Linked DNA regions of Mus musculus: all the other regions are linked to region 1. Evidence: chromatin contacts called from public Hi-C data. All regions are on one chromosome and are shown on one strand. Each heading gives the region's core, a stretch centred on a gene start, on an enhancer-like site or on the middle of the called end of the contact. The rest is flanking DNA. Distances are from core to core; before and after follow the strand shown.

The links. A called contact is a pair of places that touch in the nucleus more often than the background predicts.
Region 2: a Hi-C map of the N1E-115 cell line shows a contact between it and region 1, with 7 times the contacts expected there. The contact joins two enhancer-like sites. A contact is called at or near these places in 3 of 15 datasets of contacts at CTCF or cohesin (the NIH/3T3 cell line, pro-B cells and stem cell-derived epiblast-like cells), 52 of 484 Hi-C or Micro-C datasets (the AML12 cell line, the C2C12 cell line, the G1E-ER4 cell line and 28 more) and 5 of 115 datasets of contacts at active chromatin or transcription factors (T-cell acute lymphoblastic leukemia, astrocytes, embryonic basal ganglia and 2 more).
Region 3: a contact with region 1 is called in a Hi-C map of the N1E-115 cell line, with 6 times the contacts expected there. The contact joins two enhancer-like sites. A contact is called at or near these places in 15 of 484 Hi-C or Micro-C datasets (the C2C12 cell line, the HL-1 cell line, the N1E-115 cell line and 8 more) and 1 of 115 datasets of contacts at active chromatin or transcription factors (embryonic basal ganglia).

Annotation. Positions count from the first base shown.
Region 1 is chr9:122,727,881-122,732,169 of GRCm38.p6, forward strand. No RefSeq gene overlaps it. Among named protein-coding and RNA genes, the nearest start is that of Gm51699, 9.0 kb to the right of the region's middle. Within about 2 kb of position 1,866, at least 10 of the 459 cell types and tissues checked have an H3K27ac peak or open chromatin away from gene starts, as enhancers often do. A contact at or near this core is called in the N1E-115 cell line, where this site is marked.
Region 2 is chr9:122,240,288-122,244,576 of GRCm38.p6, forward strand. All of the region lies in intron 11 of Ano10 (anoctamin 10), which reads right to left. Among named protein-coding and RNA genes, the nearest start is that of Mir8106, 32 kb to the right of the region's middle. Within about 2 kb of position 1,719, at least 53 of the 459 cell types and tissues checked have an H3K27ac peak or open chromatin away from gene starts, as enhancers often do. A contact at or near this core is called in the N1E-115 cell line, where this site is marked.
Region 3 is chr9:122,268,221-122,272,509 of GRCm38.p6, forward strand. Ano10 (anoctamin 10) reads right to left here. Exons shown (of 13, transcript NM_133979.3): 3 at 4,147-4,289; 4 at 2,979-3,113. Among named protein-coding and RNA genes, the nearest start is that of Mir8106, 3.7 kb to the right of the region's middle. Within about 2 kb of position 1,996, at least 13 of the 459 cell types and tissues checked have an H3K27ac peak or open chromatin away from gene starts, as enhancers often do. A contact at or near this core is called in the N1E-115 cell line, where this site is marked.

The DNA.
Region 1 (4,289 bases), core at 616-3,115:
AAGTCCATCCTGGGCTACATGAGACCCTTCTTAAAAAAAAAAAAAGTGTAGCTGGGCAAGGATGGCACACCTGCTTGCACTCAGGAGGCAGAGGCAGGCAGATCTCTGGGTTCAAGGCCAGCCTGGTCTACAGAGTTAGTAGTCCCAGGACAGCCAGGGATATACAGAGAAACTCTGTCTCGGAGAACTAAAAATAGTAATTAATTAAATAAAAAAATGTTTTAAAATGACAAGTCTGTATTGTCAAGAGGGGTTGAGGCAGAGCTCAATAGTACCAGGCCTGGCACGTATGAAGCCCTGCATTCGGTCAGCTGTGGAAGGAGAGAGAGGAAGGAGGAAACTCAGAGGAGAGACAGAAAGAAGAGAAGGAGGACAGACTGCATACAGTTCTGGAAAGCTCTTTGACATTTATGCCCTTTCCAGACAGGATGGCATATTCTGGTAGGTGCAGAACATAAGTTGTAATGATGCCTGTTGGTGTGTTTCAAAGAAAAGTTCATTGCAAACAGGAATCTGATTATTTGAGTTCAATCTATTGGGCACCTTAAAATCAGAATTTGACATATTAGTTAGAATTGAGATAGTTCCCACTCAAAAGCTCTTTGCCACTGGTCTGAAAGTGAGTCTTTGAGTCTTGAACAAAGATTTAGTGGAATGGTTCACACTTACCGGAATTCTGTCAAGCACATTCCAGAAGGAAGAGGGCCCAAGCACTAAATGATCCTTTTATGTTTTAAATTCCAGCCAGGAAGACAAGAGGCAGAGTTCCAGATCCACCATTTAGTGTGTGAATTATGTATGACTTTATATGAGGCTTTCTGAGAGCTTCAAGTTGGTGTCTAACCACTAGAAAGGATGTCACAAAACAAATCTACATCCGTGCTGATAATGGTGACAGCCATCAGCGCTGTGCCACTGATTAAAGAGAAACTTATGAAATTGCTTCTGGTCTCATCGTAGAACAACAGCCAGCATTATTAATGTGTGTGTGTGTGGGGGGGGGGTCTTCCAATATGCCTGGCAGATATCTGAAAGCCTCAATAGTACCATATCCTGAATACTCTGGGTTTCCCCCACACCTACACACCTATGATACAGCTTAATTTCCAAATTAGTCATGGTAAGAGATTAACCATAACTATTAGTTATAAAACACGATAATTACCACAGTCTGCAATCAGAGTTATTTAAAATTTGTGAATTGTTCATTTCTAGAGTTTCCTACTTGAGGGTTTGCCATGGTAACAGAAACAGGAAGGTAACTGTAGCTAAGCATGGGCTCTGTTCATATAGGGCATCAAACAGGCCAGCTCCTGGTGAAGCAAACTGTGTTTTTATCGTTTAGCTACATCTTAGGAGGTGTCTGAACACCACTCCTGACAGTGAGGAGTACCCAAGCAGGATCTCTGTAAGACAACAGAGAGATGGCCCTGATGTGAAGGGGCCTAAATTCTTAGCCCCTCAACACACTCGGCACACACTTGTGAACTTCACAGCAGAGTTCCTCATGATTTAGATGCTGGGGGATCTGTGGGCATTGGGAACTTTAGTATGAAACTCTTGACCATGGCTATAAAGCAAGCCAAGGACACAGTCACCCTGCTGCCTGATGCTCTACAATTGTAAAATGGCCGAAGGGAGCAAAGCCAAGTAGGACAAGAAGTGCCATTTAACCAGATCTAGGCGCATTCGGCTTCTGGTTGTGCTGTGGCAACGCGTGTGCATGTTGAGAGCGTATGGGGCAGGTTCCCAGCTCATACATAGAAATCCTGGGCATAATTTTACGTCTTAGAACAAGGTAAAATTTAGGAGCAGTCCATGACTGTTAACAGCCTTTGGCATAAGGAATAGCCTTTGGCACACTGCCATCTAGTGGCTACAAAGGAAAACTCACAACACAGAAGGAAGGCTTGAGGATTCTGGGTCCTCTCGTTAACTCATTCAGGGGACTTGTGCTGTCTCATTTCGGGTCTCATGAAAAGGCACTCTCCACGTCTAGATGTTGGGCCTGAGGAGAGTGAGCAGCAGGTATCTCATCTCCATCCTGGTGAATCACAGCCTCCACCATAACTGCCGTCTATGTCTCCACTGCAGCCTCCACCATAACTGCCTTCTATGTCTCCACTGCAGCCTCCACCATAACTGCCTTCTATGTCTCCACTGCAGCCTCCACCATAACTGCCTTCTGTCTCCACCACAGGACCCTCCTTACATTCCTGGTCACAACCTGGAGAAGTGTATACTGTTCCTACTCCTTGTACAGAGCAGGAGGGGCAAAATGCCTGTCTTTCTTCAACACCTAATGCCAGCAGGGTTCCTTTGGTCTGTCTGTCTGTATCCCTGAGTTACCTGGGCTTCTAAAGAGCATGAATGTTCTTCATGCCACCAGGGAACAGCAGTCTTTCCCAAGGCAATGCTGGGAAGAGAATGAAGCCAAACCCTCAAGCTTCCCCCTCGCATCCTCCCAGCTACCCCACACTCAGATGGCCTACGTGTCCACAGAGTCTCTTCCCTGTGACAGTGCCGAGCTCCTATAGACTGCTGCAGACAGAGCCTCCCCACTGTGTTTTGTGGGTCCCATAGGCTCATATGTTTGAATGCTTGGTCCCCAGTTGGTGGATCAACATAACAAGAGCCAACGATTGTGTGTAGATGCACATATGTGCGCGCATTGAAGTATGCTTTGCTGAGTTTTCATTTCCAGTATTTCTGAGTTTTCACTCCTAGTCTCGATTACTCTGCTGAATTTCTTAGCCACATTGCTGGCTTTCTTATTCAGGTTTCATGTCGACTTCTCGCCTGCTTATTTATTTGAATAAAGTAACACTTTTTTGGGATTTCGGCATCTCACTGAGAAGCCATGTGCTTTGGATGAGTCGCACTGCCTGCATTTTCATATTTCTTGTGTTTGTGTATTGCAGTTATGCATTGTTTGGAGATGGATCTGTGTTTCAGGGGTCTCCTCACTCTCTTCCCTGCTGTTTACTTTATGAGGTCCTTTGGGAGGCTTCCCTTGGGTTTATGATCCTTACTACCACTTAGAAGGGAGGAAATGGCTGCAGTATTAAAAACTACAATTTGGGAACAATCAAGGTATTAAAGTGTAATAAGCAGGCAGCCAACAGCATTAACTACAACCTCAATAAGGTCAGAAAGAAAGAGCCAAGATACTAAACAGGATAGGCTATGACTCTAAAAGTTAATAAAGGTTGTAATTATTAAGCTGTAAAATAAGAAGTCAAGTGTGGCCATTCATGCTTCTCATCACAGCACTTGAGAGGTTGATCAGGGGTTATAAAGCAAGGTATGCCATTCACACCTATGATCCCAACACTTGGGAGGGTGAAGACGGCCAGCTTGGGTGATATAGCAAAATGCAGCAGCCAGCTGAGCTACACACATAGGGACACTCTCAAACCAAACAAAAGAGAAATGAGCAAGATAACAAATAACTAAAGATTTTAAGCCCACTCCTTGGTAGACAAATCTCTAGGAATCTTGACTTTAGTATTCCTATGGGGTAAAGAAGTCAGAAATAAATATAAGTCTTTGGAGAAGGCTCGGTGAGTAAAAGTACTTGCTGTGCAAGCATGAGGACCTAAGTTCAAGTCCCAGGCCCACACAAAAGCTTGATACATACAGTACTTATCATCTCAGTGTGCTCCTAGTGTGAGAGACAATTCCCAGAAGCTCATAGGCCAGCTAGCCTGACCTATATAGAACAACAAAAGAGAATCTGTCTCAAGCAAAAAATGAAGACTCACACCCAAGACCGTCCTCAGCCCATAATCAAGCAGTGGGTACCTGCATGTTCACATGTGGATATATACATACGTGTGTGTGTGTGTGTGTGTGTGTGTGTATTATGTATGTAGATGTATACATACACACACACATTTAAAGAAAGAAAAAATTGTTTAAAGCAATGGATGAAAAATTGGTTTCTCTTGTATGTGTGACAATGGTCCACTAACATCTCATTTTGAGAACTGCAGTAAACTATTCATTTGCAAATGTATGTATGTTGATGACATTGTTTCAGAAAAACACTATTTTCAGAAGGATGCAAGAAGGGGAAAAGAGAGATTCTGGATGGTTCCAACCTGTGTGAGTATTAACTGAGAAGATATTTCAGCCAAACGTGCAAATATTAAAGAAAACATGTCCATCAGATTCCTAGAAGAAAGAAGACGCTAAGCTCTGGGATCCGTCTCGTTCCAGCTGTTATGACTAGCCTCAGAAAAAGTGTGTAATTAACCCACTGTAAAGGAGAAGATGGGAAGGCTGGC
Region 2 (4,289 bases), core at 469-2,968, 490 kb before region 1:
GTGGTGGCGAACGCCTTTAATCCCAGCACTTGGGAGGCAGAGGCAGGCGGATCTCTGAGTTAGAGGCCAGTCTGGTCTACAAAGTGAGTTCCAGGACAGCCAGGGCTACAGAGAAACCCTGTCTCAAAAAAAAAAAAAAAAAGTTCCAAGAGCTCATTAATGCAACACTTGCTGAGTTGTACTGAGAAACAACAACAAAAACAAAAAACAAAAAATAAAACAAAACAAAACCCAACATGATTCTCCACCCAAAGCTGCTAGTCTTCGGACAGTTCTAAAGGGTTTGTTCTTATTTTTTAACCTAATAAATCCACAAGTAGATGTTCCCCTGGCTCTGGCCTCAGCCCATTCCCAGTGCTGGTGAAAGCAAGGCAGAATGTCTGTTGTTATCCACAGGCAGTTTTCAGTTTTCCAATCTTGTCAAACTGTCGGTGCCACTGGCCCAGGCTTGAGACAGCAGCTATGCTAATCACCTTCCTCAGCCTGTCAATTTCATGGTACAAGAACTTCTTAGAAAAGGTCAGATCTGCTTTGTGCAACACCATAGGCTGTACATTCTAAAGCTTAATAGCATCAGGTCAGCTGACATATGCATTCCTTTACATCAACACCCCTGAGACTGCCAGTGAAACTCTCATCTCTACTAGACAATCAAGTATGAAGCAAATGCGCTGCAGCCTGCTTGGCGACCACTGTGATTAGCTGTGCTTGCTATCTGCACTTTACCCACAGATGCACTGACAGGGAGCCGGGCTTACGGGCTGTGCAGCAGGGACTCCGTGGCTGGTACACTAATGCATGCATGACCTTGAGCCTTCTGAATTCTGAGTCATATGACTGCATTACTATTCAAAGATGACACACGTGGATTAACGGAAAGCACACTCCTCCCTGGAAATGCCTCTCTAGTTTCCATATGCTTTTGACTAACATCAAAATGAAATGGTGTCAAAAGACAGATACCAATAAAGCTTCCTACTGGTAACCACATGAAAATACAGAGGCTGGAGCTGGCTCAGTGGGTAAAGTATCCACTGTGCAAGTGTGGGGATGTGAGTTCAAATCCCCACAGCACTCCTAAGGACAGATGTGGGAGCACACACGTGTAATCCCCGAATCCTATCAGCAGAGACAGGTCAGCTAGTGATCGGATCAGCAAACCTGGGTGGGGTATACAGCAGCAAACAAGAGTGTCTCAAATGAGGTGGAAGGTGAGGAGTGTCACTTGTGACTGTCTGACAGCCACACATGTGCTATGCCATGCATGTGCCTCACACACATGCATGTGCACTCTCACACCGATTCCCCTGGAGGAGCACAGTTTCTCTAAAAACCTTGACTAAGATGTGTGCAATACAGGAGAGCTGAGGAGGAATGCCTAGGATCTGTCCTTCCTCTCAGGATAAAATGACCAACTAACACCTCCTGTTATTCTCACTTGTGAATTTGTACACATGCTTGAGTGCTTCTGTGTGTGTGTGTGTGTGTGTGTGTGTGTGTAGTGTATGTAAGTATGTGTGTGAGTGTGAGTGTGAGACAGAGAGACAGAGAGGCAGAGAGGCAGAGGACAGAAGCACTGAAAGAGGAGGCACCCACTTTGGGCAGGATGAATATTCCAGCAGTCTCAGGGGAACTTTAACACATGGGGATGTGAGCACTCTGTCACACATCTTACTGAGCACGCACTCAGCGTGGGGTGGCACCTGGCTGCTCTTTCTTTCAGTTCCCTTTCTATGGCTGGTTAGCACTGAACCTCCACAAAACTACTCTCCCTGCTCCCATCTCACCCTGACTGTGAAACCCCTTCAGCAAGTTCCTCGCACCGGTAGCCACATCATAGACTTCATTATCAGCACAGATGGTACCAATTAGCTTCTGCGTGAGGCTTTGATATGGAAAGAGCAAGGGAAGCCTGTGTGGTCACCCAGGCATGAGTGCCCGTGGCTTAAGGACAGCAGTGTCTGTATCTTTTGCAGCTCATCATCCACCTGCGCCCGATCTGTCAGAGGCAGTCTTGACTTTGAGGCTCAGCTTGAGCCCAACTTACAACACACACACACACACACACACACACATACACACACGCAAGTATGTTATACTCACACAAAGGCGCACACACCTTCAGTTGAAACATTCATTTTTTTTTCTTTTACCCAATATATGTAAAACGAAAAACTCAGACCCTTTGCCCCTCTTGGCACTTAACAATGTTAGAAAGCTGTAATTCATCTTTACAACTCTGAATGTATGCCCGTCCCTGGGAAAGTGTTTATTAGCCAGGGACAGATACAGGCAGCTGCATTTTACACATAATGCCAGTCTACTAACTTCTGGTCCTGTCTGCATCATGGCACCTTGGGGTCCACAAAAGAAGCCAAAGCCCCTCTGAAGCTACTGAGCAATCGATCTGCTGAAGGGACAGAGTGACAGAGTGACAGAGTGACAGAGTGACAGAGGCTCAGCAAAGAAAGCAAATCCAACATGGTGATGTAACAGAAACATGAGCCGCTGAGGCAGTGCCTGACCAGACCCCAACCAACATCTTAAACACTGAAAGAACATTTAAACCAAGGTAAAAAACTCAAAAAAATGAGCCCTGCAATGGTCACTCTGAAGTGCCGCCACCTCCTGAAGAGGGACGAATGGTTGTCTCCTCTCCTCTAGAACAGACCCTCAGCCAGGGTTGTGATGAGATCTGGTTGCACGAGGGCAGAGGCTGAACAGGAAATCGCTGTTCTGCAGAGCATTCCTGTATCACTGGTTACTCCAGCTGCTCTGCAGCGCTGCAGGAACACATGGGTGGCAGGTGCCAAGAGCTGGGACCATAGTCGGAGCTGCCAAAGAATTCGGCAAAGGGAAGCAGACAGACCTGGGGAGCTGTGGAAGGTGGGAGATATCCTTATGTAAACAAGGAAGCTCAGCAGGAGCTGCAGGTTCTCCTGTTGCTGAGAGCAAGAGCACAAGGAAAGAGGGAGGGGGGAGGGAGGAAGAGGGGAAGGGAGGGAGGAAGGGAGAGAGGAAGAGGGGGAAAGGGAGAAAGGGAGGGAGGGAGGGAGAAAGGGGAAGGGAAGGAGAGGAGGGAAGGGAAGGGAGGGAAGAAGGGAGGGAGGGGGAGAAAGAACTGCCCAGAACAGGCTGAGAAGAGGCAGTGACTGGTGAGCGTCCTCAGAGCTAGACCACCATGCTCTCCACAGTGTATGATTCCTTGAGGGTCCACCCTGCTCTCCTGCTTCACAGCAGGACTCAGACACTCTGGGCTGTGAGCTTCCCAGTGCTTACATTCTTACCCCACCTTAGTATATTTTCTGAAACCATGCTACTGTGAATAAAAAAATATCACTTCCAAAGTGAGGGGCTTGCCTTTGCCTATATTTTAGGGCAAGAAATATGTTAACCACCATAATACCTTAAAAATGCAAAATAATCTAAAAAATTGTCATCAAAATGTTACTTTAAAAAAGAGTGTGCTCTAATCATAAGTGTTGAGAGGTCTCTGGGTTGTCAACAAAACAAACATCTGCCATTCACAGAGACTAAAGGCCAACCCTTAAGACAGCAGTCCCCAGGAAGCCCATTCAGATGACACAAGGACACAAGGTTCTTCATATTCTGCATTGTGGGGTACATGCACGAGGAAGTGTCTTGTTGAGTCTGGAGTGCAGCTCATCATGCAGGGAAGCCATGGCAGGATGAGGGGGCGCTGGCAGCTGAAGGAATGTGGCTGCTCAGTGGCTGCCTCCTTTCCCCTTTTTATTCAGGCTGGGACCCTAGCCCTCCAAGGCACCGCCCACACTGGGGGAAGGGAGGGGGAGGGGGAGGGTCCTCCTTCAATTGTACCTTTCTGGACACAGAGGTGATTCTAAATACCAGCTGGATAGCAGTCAACACTAACCATTACAACCCCCATGGTGGTGACTGGAAATCCAAGGCTTCAAGAGTAAAACCTTGACAGACACTTGGCAGCAGTGTGAAGCCATAGGAGAGTGTGCCCAGGTTTTTATGGCTTCCCTCTCATCACTTTAACTGTCATTTCCTTATCCTGTCTGATGGCAGTCTGTCTTTGTGGAGTCCTTCCAAAGGTTCTCACTGCAGTGACAGCTCTACTTTACCCAAAGGCTCTCACTGCAGCGATGGCTCTTCTACTTTAGCACATGCTTTCATCAGTTTTCATTTCATTTCATTAAATTATATCAATTAAAGTAACAAAAATGCCATGCAAAACCAAATATGTTTTGGTGGTGGTATCTCTTTTCATAAGCATTTAGCAAGCAGACTCTGTCCCTAGACCC
Region 3 (4,289 bases), core at 746-3,245, 460 kb before region 1:
ATGCTTCCTCAGATGATGGCCATCTTTCTTAAATGATACCCAGATGGTGCCCAAGACAAAAACTCACAAAAGCCAGTCTAGTCTTCCCCTCGGCTGGCAGCGCTTAGGTCACACAATGTAAAACAGCAGGGTTTGTCAGAGCTCTGGCAGCCTTCATCAAGAAGTCCAGGAATCTGGAAGTCCCCAAATGGGTGGACACAGTTGAGCTGGCCAAGTACCAAGAGCTTGCTCCCTATGAGGAGACTTGCTTCCACACAGGACCTGTCCCCACAGCACCACATCTGTGCCTCCAAGGTTATACTGGGGTCGACTCCATGATCCAACCTACAGAGAACTGCAGAGAAATGGATCAAGTATAGCCACTTAAGTAGCGCCTCCAAAAGTTTGGCCCTCGGACCCTCTAAGCAATGGGTAGGGAGAGGTCAACATGGAGAGGGGGCAGCAAAAAGTCATGGGAGGGGCAGGGAATGATGACAACAGATCTCTTCTTTTCTCTCATATGCAAATCTAAATTTAATGTGAAAGCAGAAGGTGGAACTTTTCAGTTGAAGAGTGACCAGGAGGAGGCGGGCAGCAATGGAGGGTCACGGAAAAGGGAACATGAAGTCAGAAATATATGTGTATGAAAATATCACAACATCCATTTTCTGTACAACTAAAAATTAATTTAAAAAAGAGAAAAGAATTTAACTTTTGATATAAGTTAAAAAATGCAAACATGAAGTCAAAGAAATTAAGAAAATGTTATGTTAAATTTGATTGGATGTATTTTAAAGTTGGCATTACCTAGCATTTTCACTGAAAAAAGGAAAATAACAAGACACACCATGAGGTACAAACTTCTTCTTAAGCACAGAAAAAAGCAATTTCAACGTGAAATACAACACCACATCAAACAGCCCAACAGAAAGCAGGTCATTAATAAACAGTATACATCCAAATTACATTTCAGTGGGAGAGGGCTTGCCTGGTATGAGTAGAGCCCAGAGCTTGACCACCAGAGCCACAGAACTGAATGGCATCAACAAGGAAATATCCATAGGAGAAAAGCCTGCAGATTGGGCTGCATGAAAGACATAAATCCTAACACCAGATGCAGCTAAAATGACCCTCAGCAGAGCTAACAGCAAAAGGATAAATAAAAACAGGCACACAGAATGAGTTCAGCCTTACCCAACACTAAACAAGGAAACAAAGAGTAATTAGCAACTGTGAAGGATACAGTCTGCACTGGAAACCTGCCAAAAATCTTCCTGCAGCAAATAATAAGCTACACAGCAAAAAGCAAACAAGCAAACAGCACACCTTACAGACAACAAATCCTCAGAAACATGATGGAATCCCCATAGTCAACAATCTCCAGGATTAGGACTGATCAAGAAAACAAAACAAAATACAAATGATTTTTAAAAAGCAAATGGCAAAATTAAATTTTAGGACAAATAGAAATGGTCAAAAACACAATAAAAATAGATAAAATATTCCTATCATTTAAAAAAGCAGTAAGTGGCGTTCATCAGGAGTTAATAAGATAAGAAGGGTTCACCAGGAGAGGTCAGAATAGGCCCACACCAGAACACCATTGTCCACACACTGATGACACAGAGCAAAACCTCACAGCCTATCAGACACTGCAGAGTCCAGTAAATTCACAAACATGCAGTCTAACCAAGCAACAAGGTGGGAGCTTTCTAGTCCTGATAAAGATGACCTCATGCAAAGCCAGAGTGTGACTCAGAGACAACAGGCATAGGAAGCAGCTTGGTGTGTTCGTCCCCAAAGACGCAGACACCTGTGGCCTGACAGCCATGCCTGAGCCACTCCTACTTTACGACTAAAGCAGTGGAGAAAAGGTATTAGACACTCATCAATATGAAGACAGATTCGTGGTGGGGCACCAAGCAGCCCAGGAAAGGAACACACTGGAGTAACTCCAGAAGCTTGGATGGGCAAAGCATCTGCAACAACAGTTAAGTGTCTGTGCACAGTCCCTATTGTTCCACAGTGTTCTCTAGACCGGTGCCTCTCAGAAGAGAAACGCTGGGGAGGCGGCTGCCTGGGACAGGAAGGAGAGCCAACGAAACCTCAACCAGTCTTCACATTCAGATACTGAAAAGTTATGTCTCCCTTCTTCTCATGATCCTTCTCTGGGGAAAATAAACATGGGATGTGAAAATTGCCCTAGGGAAGTGTCTTCTTGCTTTATGGAGTATAAAAAATATTTTTTTGTTTGTTTTTCAAGACATCAATTCTCTGTGTGTAGTTTTGGCTGTTCTGGAACTCACTCTGTAGACTAGGCTGGACTTGAACTCACAGAGGTCCTCCTGCCTCTGCCTCTGCCTCCCAGAGTGCTAGGATTAAGGGTGTGCACCACCACCACCTGAGCATGGTGTGTTAATACCATACTAAAAAGTAAAAGCCCCCATTGATCTAGGCATCTAGAATACAGTTTGCAAGACACAAAAACAACTGTTGCAGCTCACTTTGAGGAGTATGGGGGGGGGGGGAAGGTTTCTAAAAAGTCAAGATAATTCATCCTAAAAAAAAAGTACACCAAAATTTAAAACAAAAGGTCAAAAAAGATTAAATTTTAGAAAAATGCCATCAAATCAAGGCAAATCTGCATCCTAGGAAAGAGATTGGGTTTTCTGAACACAGGCTGAGGAGAAGGCGGTGGGCAGAGACCCAGCACCTGAAACATTATTATCACGTGCAGATGAAATGTGAAAAGCTTGGTATCCAAAAAAATCAGTACTGTGAAAATGCAAATGAGAAACTGTCCCATCCAAAGATCCCAAAGGCACACAACAGCACATGCGGTGGACAGACGCTGCAAGAACCAGGTGAGTCACAGACAGAGAGAGTAGGCGACGTGAAGGCACAACATACCGGGGCAGGAACTTGCTGAGCAATCCAGATTTATGGGTCGTAACCAGAGTTAAGAGCAGACTCAGAGATGCAAGTGGATAGTGACTTACTCAGCGACTTCCCAGGGTACAGTTTGGCCTGTGGGTAGCCAGGGATCATCTTCTCGTCTCTAGCTCTAAGATTCTCAAGTTCGTGTTTGATAATGAACTGACACTCAGCCATGGTGAGGAAGTCATTATTGTTATCTAAAATACAACAAAACTTTCTGGTTACTTTCTTAGTAGCAATCTGAGATTGGTAATGCTTACATTGTTGTGCTTGTTATAGAAATGTCATAAACCGAAACAACCTACAGAGAGGTCAGAGTACAAAACTGGAAAACTGTCAGGTGGCAAAGCACTTTAGGATAAGGTACGTCTCTGAATGCTAACTTAGCCTTCAGTGATTTCAGTCCTCCTCTGGCCCCAGCAGCCCAGCAGCACACACTGTCCTGGGTTTTCTTAGAGCCAGAGGTTGTACTCCTTAATGGGGGAGGTAAGATTGTGGGGTGACGCTGTGTGAGCTTGCACATCCTTGAACTGTACTAATGTTTCTAACCTTTTGGGCAAGCTGACTTAAAAGGGAAAGCCCCTCCAAACTGTCCCATGGGTCTCACTACAGACTGGAACCAAGCATCCTGGAGAATGAAGTCTGCAGGAAAGCAGCAGCTCTGACAGACAACTCTTGTTATTGAGGGAAATGTCACCTAGATCACCAGGTCACTGAGGGGAAATGTTCTACAGCAAGTCAGTACCAAGAGGCCTAATTCCAAAAGCTCTGTCAGGAGCCAGAGCATCTTCCTTCACAGACCCCAAGGCCCTATTGTCTCCAGAATACTCTCTTTGAGATGCCTGTAAATTCGAGGACACACCTACCCTCCCACCACATCAGAAGGAGCCAGAAAACCCAGGAAGTGAGGTTTCGAGTTACTCTTACATTTGCTGGGGAGCCCATGCACACTCATTCCTGAACTTAGAACAAGGAAATGAGGTACACTCTGTGTCCATCTACTCCACGGAGGGTTATGTTATGGCCCAAGGGCCCTCGACAGCCTGGCCTCTCATTGACTATGGTCAAGGGCTACTGTGTGCTCCCAATGGCAGAACTGAGTAGTTAAGAAGAGACTAAGGCCCACCAAGCCTAGATACTCACTAGTTGATGCTATGCTGCACCTGATCTAGGAATCAAACAATTCTCTGTAACAAGCTCGGTGGGGTAGGAAAAGATTCTGCTGCTTACCATGGAAACCTTTAAAGTTGTGGCGTGTTCCATAGGTGAAGGCCCGCATGGCAGCGTCCGTACATTCCTTCACCAGACCGACTGCTTCTGCCCCCAGTAACAGTCGGACATTGGAGGCACCAACAAGGTATAAATTCTGGTTT